2 separate regions of the Gossypium hirsutum genome follow, and region 1 is linked to region 2. Evidence: chromatin contacts called from public Hi-C data. All regions are on one chromosome and are shown on one strand. The core of a region is the stretch at or near the end of the contact, and the rest is flanking DNA. Distances in the headings are between cores, read along the strand shown. Region 1 has its middle 19 kb from the start of LOC121218511. Region 2 has its middle 20 kb from the start of LOC107901525.

Region 1 (5,618 bases), core at 1,514-4,013, 230 kb before region 2:
AGTCCTTCTTTTGCTAATAGATGTGCCACTTTGTTCATTTGTCTCCATGCATGTCTAAATCAACAAGAAATGAAGTAACTTTTTAGTCTTTTAGCATCTAAAGTGTAAGCCCTAATTTCAGATCTGTCATCTTCCTCACTTTGAATCTTCTTGATAACTGACAAAGCATCACCTTCAATGTCACTTCTTAAGAAACCTAACTCTGCCCCGAACTGAATCGCCTGAACACAAGGGAGAGCCTCTGCAGCAAACGCTGATGGTATGTGTTAACACCTACGGTAAACTTAAACCTAAAAGTATTGATTGAAAAGAAATAGAATGAAATGTATTTTGTATTAAGAAACTTCTCTGTACATCTACTTGCTTTTTTTTAAACTATAGCAAAGATATTTATAGAGTATCTGAATAACTGTTATTGTTAACAACTTAACTATTGCTATTGTTAACAACCTAACATCTGAAATAACAAACTAACAACCTATACTTTTAACATTTACCTAACTTTTCAAGAGGTAAAACTCGAAGAAGTCCTCGAAATCAATCAAAATACGATACAGAGAGTGGCTTGGTAATAATGTCAGCTACCTGTTCACAGGAAGGGACCTCACCAACAATAATTGAGCCATCAGCTACATTCTTACGAACAAAAAATAAATCAAGCTCGACATGTTTGAATTTGGAATGTAAAACAGGATTAGCAGCAACGGCAATCGCACTAGATTAATATCACTTGTAACCAAGTAATATCACTACGAGAGTTACTTGGTTAGCCTCAACAAACAATGCTTTGGGTTTAAAGATGCCAGCTTTAGACCTAGTAACCATCGTATGAGTATGTGTCTGAGGAAATGAGGATGACGGAGGAGGAGGAGAGAGTGGAGAACTAGTGGTAGGCACAGTAGGGCCAGAAAAACTATCATCAGTGGGTAAGGAGGAAGAACTATGTGTCTCATGAGCAGAACCTACCTCAACCGAAGGAGTATCAGACAAAGAGAGTGAAGGGCTAGAGCCAAGAGGTGAAGTTGATGCAGGCACCCTCTTAATAAGTGGAACAAAAGTTGCCATAGTACCAGACGAAGACATAATTCCCTTTGTAGCAGATGAAGGAGACAAGAACCTTTGCTCATCAAACACAACATGACGAGAAATAACGACTTTACCATTCGACATATGACATTGATAACCTTTGTGTTGAGAACTATATCCCAAGAACGTACAAGGTCGAGAACGAAATTCCAATTTATGACGCAAAAGTAGACGTAAATATGGAAAACAACAATATCCGAATATACGTAAATAATCATATGTAGGGTCTTTTTCATAAAGAGCCCTATATGGAGTTTGACCTTTCAAAATTGAGGTAGGAAGACGATTGATGAGATGAATAGCACAACAAAATGCATATTCCCAATACTCCATATAAAGATTCGATTGAGCAAGAAACGTGACACCCATGTCAACAATATGCCAATGTTTGCGTTTAGCCACCCCATTCTATTAAGAGGTATGTGGACAAGACAATTGATGAATAATCCCTTGTGTTGCTAAAACATATGTGAAAGCTCGAAATTCTCTGCCCTAATCACTTTGAAATTGTTTAATAGTTTTCCCGAACTGTGTTTTGACTAACTGCTGAAATTGAATAAAACATTCAACTGCCTGAGACTTTTGACGAATGATATAAAGCCATGTGAATCGAGTGCACATATCGATAAAGGACACATAATACCAATTACGATTACAGGCAACTAATGCAGGCCCCCACAAATCAGAAACAACCAAAGCAAATGGATCTCTATATTCAGTAGTAGAGTTGGGAAAGGGCAACTTATGAGATTTTCCCTTTTGACAGGCTGTACAAACATTATCAAGACAAAACTTAGCAGGGATAATTTTACATTTATCTAACACAGTTTTAACAACAGAAGCAGAGGGATGACCAAGACGTTTGTGCCACAGAGAAAAAATAGCACCATCATCTTTATTTTGATGTCCAACGCGGGTAGTTGAATAAACTTCAACAGGCTGAGCAGACACAACTGGCAGAGAAAAATGATAGAGCCTATAAAAAATGTGGCCTTTTAGTAAAATATACCGAGTCTCGATGTCTTTAACAACGTAATACATCAGATGAAATTCAAAAAACACATTATTGTCAATGGAAAACTGAGACACAGACAAGAGATTCTTCTGAATATTCGGTACACACAAAATATTAGATAACCGAAGCAATTTAGACTGAGTAGGTAAAACTGAATTACTAATAGATGAGATCTTGGTGGGAGTCCCGTCACCCATTAAGAGAGAGGATGTACCTGAGTATGGTGTAGAATCATGCAAAGTAGAGGCATCGCGACAGACATGATGTGTAGCCTCTGAATCTGGATACCAAGTAATAGTCTTAACGGGCATAGGAATATAAGACTCACTGCCTTCAAATTTTGAACCAAATTTAGTAGCATTAACTTGAGACTCAGTGGAGCCAGAAACATCAAAAGCATGCAAGTCTAGTAAACAAGGAAGTCTAATGCAGGGGTTAGACCCAGTGTACACACGAGCCCTTGGTTTAGTCCGCCAGGGAATAGACGGCCCAGACACATTACCATCACCCATAGCTTGTAAGAGGTTGAACCGGCGGCCCAAAAGACAAGGAAGCTCCTCCAAATTGTTGATTTGATCCAGATGGCAAACTTCCATTAACAAACTCATGCCCATTGGCCTATGAATAGCAGGCCTATAAAAGTGACCAAGCCCAATCGGCATATAAGCCCCACCACTAGTGCACCTAGGCACATTATACATTGGACGCCCAAGACCAAATTGAGGCCCACAATCAAATTGACCAGTAGAACTTTGAAAAAGTGGGTTAGAAACCTTACTATTTTGATTGATAGGAGGCGCAACAGACAACCAAACATTTTCTCTCAACAAACTATACATCAATGCCATTGAAGTAGACCCATGATGCTGACCAAATACCAATAACAGAATTGACACACCAAGACCACGACGATCTGCCAGATTCGACGCTCGAGCACCCGACGATGGGCCATCATACTCTTAGTTAAAATGAAAAAAATACCTCTGGGCTAAGTGACCAAACCACCTACAGATTTGGCATTGTATACGGGTTCGAAAACCTTGACCGCAACCTCCAAATAAAAACATACCACTGCGAATAGAGTTCTCCAGGGGAGGTGACGAAACGTTATCTAATAGATTAGCATGGAGTGGCACATCTTGTACGGCGCGCATTTGACGATTCTCGTACTCAAGTAAAACATCGACTAGTTGTTGAAGTGGTAGAGGCTCCAATGAGAACAAGGCTAGGGTAAGAATGGCATTAAACTTTGGAGGTAAGGCTGCAAGCACTATGTCAACCTTCTCCGCCTCCGATATTCAAGATCCGGAAGCCTCAATCAATACACTTATATTTTAAACTTTCATAACATAATCTTTGACAGAGAGACTCCCTTTTTTAATGGAATGAAGATCGTGATGAAGTCGAGAAAGTTTCATACCTGTGACGGCAGCAAAAAGACGAGTGGCTGTAGTCCACACATTAGCCGCCGTATGAGCCTCTGTAAAAGAGGACAAAAGTGATGAGTGAATCGTAGAGAGCAAGAAGCTAGTAGTCGATCTAGTTAAACAAACACTGAAGCATCCAGATTCGGAACAAGAGAACCCTCTAGAGACGACACATAGCGCAGTGGAGCAGACAATGTTCCGTCCAAGAAACCAGTTAGCTCATAACCTTCAACGATCAACCTAACAAGCTGTTGGCATTGAATAAAAATACCTTCTTCCAACTTGACAGCGTCGTGACAAGGAAACGACTGTACGAGTCGAGCACTAGTGAACCCCTGACATCCGTGTTCAACCGAGGCAGAATCAGAAGTTGCGGTGTCTATGAAAACAAACTAGGAACATGTCTCCAGAACCTTTAGGCGACTGATACTAGTTAACACCTACGGTAAACTTAAACCTAAAAGTATTGATTAAAAAGAAATAGAATGAAATGTATTTTGTATTAAGAAACTTCTCTGTACATCTTACTTGCTTTGTTTTACACTATAGCAAAGATATTTATAGAGTATCTGAATAACTGCTATTGTTAACAACTTAACTATTGCTATTGTTAACAACCTAACAGCTGAAATAACAAACTAACAACCTATACTCTTAACAGTATGTGTCTGTTAAAATGGACTTTTGTTTTTAAAACTTGCACACTTGAGTTTCTAATCACAATTCCAGTGCATGATTTCTTTTGTTGCTTACCAAATGCAGTGTCAAAGTTGATCTTAACATAACTCTCCTCTGGAGGTCGCAAATTTTCTTTCATCAGTTTGATAACAGGTAACTTCTTACTGATTTTTTCCAACTTTGCAAATAGGCAATAGTGGAATGAGTCAGTTTATCACTTTTTTACATCTATTTTTCATGTAACCATTTATTCCTGGCTGTCCACACAGCCCATATAGCACACATAAGAATTCTAATTTTATGGGTTGACTCATTTTCGAATAGAACCTGGATACAATCCTTATATTGAAATTGATTTTGCTCCAGGGTCCACTCGATTCCCAGTTTAGCCCAGAAATCTTATACCAAAGGGCAGTCTCTGAACACATGTTCTTTCATCTCTTCACTTCGCGAGCATCTTGGACAGTTCACTGAGCTGACCAGTCTTCGTCAAAAAAGATTAGTTTGAGTAGGAAGGAAATTATTTAAAGTTTTCCATACTAGTATTTTTTTCGATGGTAAATCCACAAGCCAAAGTTTCTTGTACATAGATTTGTATTGGCTTTGCATGGTCTGTAAATTAATGTCCCGATCATTTTGTATTAATTTTTTAACCACTTCACACTGTAAACCCACGAAGCTTCTGCACAGCATACCATTCTGTCTGTTTTTTTTTTCAATAGGAAGAAGAATGCACAAAATCCTCTCTATGTCATCAGGGTGAAAGGTATTTCTAATTAACTCTTCTTTCCATCGATTTGCGTGTTGTTAAATTAACTTAGAGACATATACTAACTTTTGATTAGTAGTTGAGAATTGAATCTTGTAATTTGTAGCACTTGGGACCCACACCACATTCCAAATCGAAATCTACTCTCCAGACCTAACTCTGCAGCATATCCCTTTCTCAAGGTCTTTCACTGCCCATAGACTTCTCCAAGTAAAAGAAGGTAAATTTCCCAATCTTGCTTGCAAAAAATCTGAGTGTGGATAATGTTTTGCTTTTAACGATCTTGCTAATAACAAATCTGGATAACAAATTAACCGCCAGACTTGTTTTGCTAGGAGTGCCATATTAAACTTTGAAAGACATCTAAATCCCATTCCCTCATCTTCTTTTAAATCCTCAAGTGTCCTCCACTCGCATCAATGGATTCCACGTTTATCATGCTGTTTTTGCCACCGAAATCAACCCATACAATTTTCTAACTCCGTACAAAAAGATTTTGGTAGTAAAAAGCATGCTATAGCATATGTAGGAATTGCCTGTAACACTGCTTTAATGAATACTTCCTTCCCTCTAGATAAGAAACTAGCACTCCACCATCTTATCTTACTAATCATTTTATCTTTCAAAATTTGGGACATTTATT
Region 2 (5,196 bases), core at 1,508-4,007:
TTATTTAAATTTTTGTTTCTTAAAAAATCAATTAAAAGAAAAAAAAATAGAATCTAAAATGAGTCAAGTCAAGGTAAACTTAAATTTTACATATTAAAATCTGACTCATATTTTAAATATACTTTATTTTTATAAAAAAATTATATGAAACAGGAATTTATTTTTAATTTTAATAATTTTAATTCAAGTTTCAAATAAACTGGGAAAATCCTACACGTACATAGTAAAAAAATCGCCTAATTTACTAAACAATTGAGGATGTAATTCATAAAAAGAAATTGTATTTTATATATGTGGGAAAAGAAAAACTAGTTCTATTTTAAAAAAATAAAGAAAAAAAGCTAAAGTTGGAGGGGCTGCATGGGTGGGGTCCAATGTGCACGTGATAGAGGCGAGGGGAGAGATGGTGTGGTATCTATAAGCCATGTGAGCGCTTAAACGGGCGGTGGTCAATGCCACGGATGCTTCCTCACTTCCACCAACCCAAATCAAATCTTGCATTGCAGTCTCTTGATACGTTAGTATTAGGTTAAAATATCTCATACGTATCTCAACTCCTTATATATTTAAAATTTAGTCGCTATATTTTTTATTTTAGGAATTTAGTCATTTTCCTTTTCACCTTGCGAAATTTAGACTTTATAGCAATATAACTAAAAAAAGACGTTATAATGAATTTGAATTTAACAAAACTATTTTAATAATATTAATAATTAGACTTGAATTTTGACATCGAAAAAGTGGATGAACTAATTTCCTAAAAATAAAAACACATTAACTAAATTCTAAATTTATATTAACATTTCATTAAATTTGAAATCAAACCGATATTGGTTTTCAACATTATTATTATTTTATGTATAAGATTTAAACTTTACTTAATAAACAAATCTTTTATTGCTCAAATCAACAAGTCTTGATAATATTGAGCTTAGTTTTCATCAATTGTTTTTATTTATTTGATATTTTAAATTAGATTATTTGATATTAAACAAGACAATTTAATTAATAATAAACTGCTGGAAACACTGCAACAATTTGGGCTTCTGCAGTATTTTCTACACCAATAATGAAGGTGAGAATGGTGGGCATAGTTTTATAGGGTCGAGAGTTGGAGTTGGAGGAGGCAATTTTTTTACATTTATTTTTAATTATGTATTTTTTTTTATTAATGTTTATGTTACATATGCATTCTATATTTATTAGGTAGGACAACTAGCTATGCTAAGGGAGAAAATCATACTATAATTACAATACAAATATATATATATAGCAACAAGAATGAATGGCAATATATTTTCTTTTGCTCCCTTTTTTCCAAATGTAATAACTACCATTGATATTGCAAATATTTTAGCAAATATAGAACTCAAACACATTTTTAGATTTGTGGTATATGAATTCACAATCTTTTGATGAATGTAAAATATTAGCGAATGAATAGACTTCATCATGGGTTGAGCTATCTGTCTAGGTTTGGAGGCTTATTTGAAAAGTAGGTGGGTTAGAGAAAAAATATAGCCCAAAAATGGGTTTGGATAAAAAAAGGTCCATTTTCTAAATGGGTCAAGCTTTGGGTAGAAGTTTTTTGGTCGGGCCTACCTGAATTAGTTATTTTGCTGTTGTTTTGCTACCATTTTGTTATTATGTTGCTTACTATTTTGTTGTTATTGTTTGGATATTGTATAACTCTTATTTTATTGTTAATTTTGTTACTATTTTAGAGGCATTTGCTTGCTAAGTTAAAACTATTTTAGTGTTATTTAAGTATAAAAACTTTTTAAAATGTATTTTTAATTTGTTAGGAAACATTTATTTTAATTTTTTAGTGTATTTGATGTATTATACTTTTTAAATTTAATTTTATATAAAAAGTAATCTAAAAAATTAATATGGGTAGGTCGGGTTAGGCTCGGATATAAAATTTAAGTTGGGTTTGGACGTAATTTAAGTCTCATTTTCGGACCTAGAAAACGAACCTAAAATTTTGTATTAGCCTGGCTCGAATTTGGCCCGACACATGATTAGATTTACGAATGACTATATTAAAGCTATTAGTTGAAATTTTTTCAAAAAAAAAGAAGAAGAAGTAATTTTAGATTTAAATATGAAATTAAGAAAAAGGAAGGAAAAGTAATAAAATGAATTGATTAAAAAAAAGGGGGAATGTGCAAGAAATGATGAAATATTTATAATTCATTATTTATTTAAATTAGTTGAATTATAAATTAACGGATCAAAATTAATTGTTTATATTTGATTTTCTAAATTTTTATAATTAAAAAAAGAATATGGAGTATGGTTAAAATAAGAAGAAGAAGAAGCAGAGGTATTCATGTTTGACGTATCTCATTATATTTTTAACATTTGTGTAATGAATTAAATGATAAATGCAAATTGTGATTGCATTTTCTTGACAATAAATGCAATCTTGTTATAAAAATTGGTGTAAAATGAAACATCATCCACCACTCATCTCAGATTAATGTTGTAATTGTCTAAATTGTTCACACTTTCAATTATTTACACCAAAAATGTTTTACCTCTTTTACTCATTATGGATTCACCCAAGCATCTCCTTTTTAACTTTCGGGTTTTGAATTTAAATTTTGTTGATGAAAAAAAATGATATCCTTCATTTACGGATTTATTTGGACCAGGTTGGGAAAATAAACTTGAATTGCTTCGTCACAACGTTACCTAATCGGCTCACCATTGAAGTGATTGGATAGGAAACAGGAGCAGGCTTCAATCAAAGCCCATTTGCTTTCATATAACCCTCTTTATTGGGAGCTAAAGATAGACGTCAAACTTATTCCAATAACAACTTCAAAGTGATTTCAATTAAAATATGACTAACTTATTAATTTGGATATAAAATATATAATTCAGGCTTGGATAGTCTTCCAGAATTTCCCATATTCTATATCTATCTCTCCCTTTATTCACCATCCTACTTTTATATAGGTGTTTACAATTCATTTAATGAGAATTGATATCTAAACTATCAAATTTACTTCACTCTCTTCTCAAAAGATAACCCATGAGAAAGTGATAAAGGCACGCATTTTCTTTCTTATTCTTCTTTTTTTGAATAAAATGAAACAAAATTAGTATTTTAAATGTTATTGTTTGAATTGGATCTGATTGATGGGTAAGATCAGAAATTGATGTATAAGACTAATTGACTTATGAACTAATATGAACAAATCGAACTGATTTTTAAATGATTTATCTAATTAAACCATATGAGCCAATCAAATTACTATTGATTTGACTATTGATCTATTTTTTTTAAATTACTTTTTAGAAGATATATTTAAGAAATGAGGGGAAGAAAAGAGAGTCGTTGAGCACTTACCAATGAGCCAAATAGCTAATTAATCAAACACCAATTAGCACTCTAGAGGTGGGCTCCACTAATTTAAAGATCGATTCATAAATACAAAGATATGTTGTATTTCACATAAAGTGCCGCCGCCGATTATTCTCTCTATTTTGAATGATAAAATAAATGACAATAGGAAGTCTAAATCATTACAAAGAAGATGGGCCTAATCCTCTATATTCGCGCCGTGTGTTGGCCCACCATTTCGTTGTCGGCCCACTCTTAGCCCCTCACTGGCACTACTTTTTCTTATTATTAAATAAATAATACTCACTTCCCCATGGCAGGGCAGGGCATGTTTACTTGTGCTTGGCGTCGCGTGGCCTGGCTTGCCCTTGCTTGTTTACAAAGATAATTAAAGCTTCATATTATATTTACTACAACAAAAACAAACAATAAGTGCTATCATTTTACATGCTTACATCTTCATCTTCTTCTTCTTCTTCTTCTTCTGGTAGCTATAATCATCCAATCTTAATCCCATTATGGGAACTCTAATTCTTTTTTTCACTCATATATTTGTTTTCTAAGGTAAATTTTATCAAAATATGGGCACGTTTTGATGATTCATAGTAGAAATAAAATTTTGACTACTTGATGGGCACTTGTGATATAGGGAGTTACGGTTGAAGAAAGAGGACGAGATAAATATTAAATGAGGAACTCGAAAAAGTGATAATCTTTATCATTTTTATGCTTAAATTATGCCTTCCATCCCTATAATTTGATAAAATTTGATTTTCTATCTTATTTGGATTCTTAAAATGTTTAGGTTTTATTCTCGAGACTCTAAAAAGAGTATGAAATGTCTTTTTTGGTTGATGGAGGGTTGTTCAACTAAATATTGGTATCAAGACTCATATGTGATCCTAACTCTACCATAAAAAAAATCTATAAATATATGAATATAGAAGAGTTTTATGCAAGGTGAAAAATGTGAATGCATGACCAATATAACAAGATAAAATCATTTATGGATGAGATGGAAATGCTATATACATTATGAGTTCAAATTTTCATTATGACTAAAACTCCTAAAATAATGCAAGTAAATTATAAAAAAAAAAAGAAATAGTGAGATTATATTTTTATATCACCAAATCTGAACATCATATTACTGGCTCAAGAACGTATTACTAATTATATGACTCCGTAATAATAATAAATAAAAAAGAGGCAGGGGGAATGAATGACAAAAAAGGAGAGTTATGTTGACGCAACACAAAGGTCACGCATTCCAAACAGAGCAAGAGAGTGAGAGCCTAAATCTGACACGTCGAAAGATGCCAACACGCGTACTAGTTTTGAGTCATCACTGTTCCTCACTCACACTAATGCTCTCCTTATTTATACAATCAATCTAAAATTAACACATCTCTTTTACCCCCCAAGCAAATGGGAACCAACCAATAAATGTTTCAAGTTTTAGAATCTAATTTAATTTCAATAAAATTAATTTGGATAATTAATATTTAATTTAATTAATATATGAAAAATAATTTATATCTATACATAAGATAGTGTTGGAACCTGGAATTTTAAAAGTCTCAAAACATCAATCTTATTATTAAACTCAAGTTCTATGCTTATAATATAATGCTTTTACCACTCTAGAGGTTAATGAGAAAATTTATTATTTGAGATTATGCTTTAAGTTTTTTTTTTCTTTTACAAGATTTGATATATGCACATTTTACGTTGTTGTACCAAGTGGATCTTAATAAAAAGAATTTTAAGTAAAAGAAGATAATTTCATTTGTTCAAATTCAATTCAGAAATGTGTTCTAAACTTACATTTATATTTATAT

What was found. A called contact is a pair of places that touch in the nucleus more often than the background predicts.
Region 1: a contact with region 2 is called in a Hi-C map of leaf, with 3 times the contacts expected there. The contact joins two enhancer-like sites. A contact is called at or near these places in 3 of 34 Hi-C or Micro-C datasets (all in leaf).

Annotation. Positions count from the first base shown.
Region 1 is chrD06:20,689,941-20,695,558 of Gossypium_hirsutum_v2.1, reverse strand. No RefSeq gene overlaps it. Among protein-coding and RNA genes, the nearest start is that of LOC121218511, 19 kb to the right of the region's middle. Within about 2 kb of position 2,763, at least 1 of the 9 cell types and tissues checked has an H3K27ac peak or open chromatin away from gene starts, as enhancers often do. A contact at or near this core is called in leaf, where this site is marked.
Region 2 is chrD06:20,456,217-20,461,412 of Gossypium_hirsutum_v2.1, reverse strand. No RefSeq gene overlaps it. Among protein-coding and RNA genes, the nearest start is that of LOC107901525, 20 kb to the right of the region's middle. Within about 2 kb of position 2,757, at least 3 of the 9 cell types and tissues checked have an H3K27ac peak or open chromatin away from gene starts, as enhancers often do. A contact at or near this core is called in leaf, where this site is marked.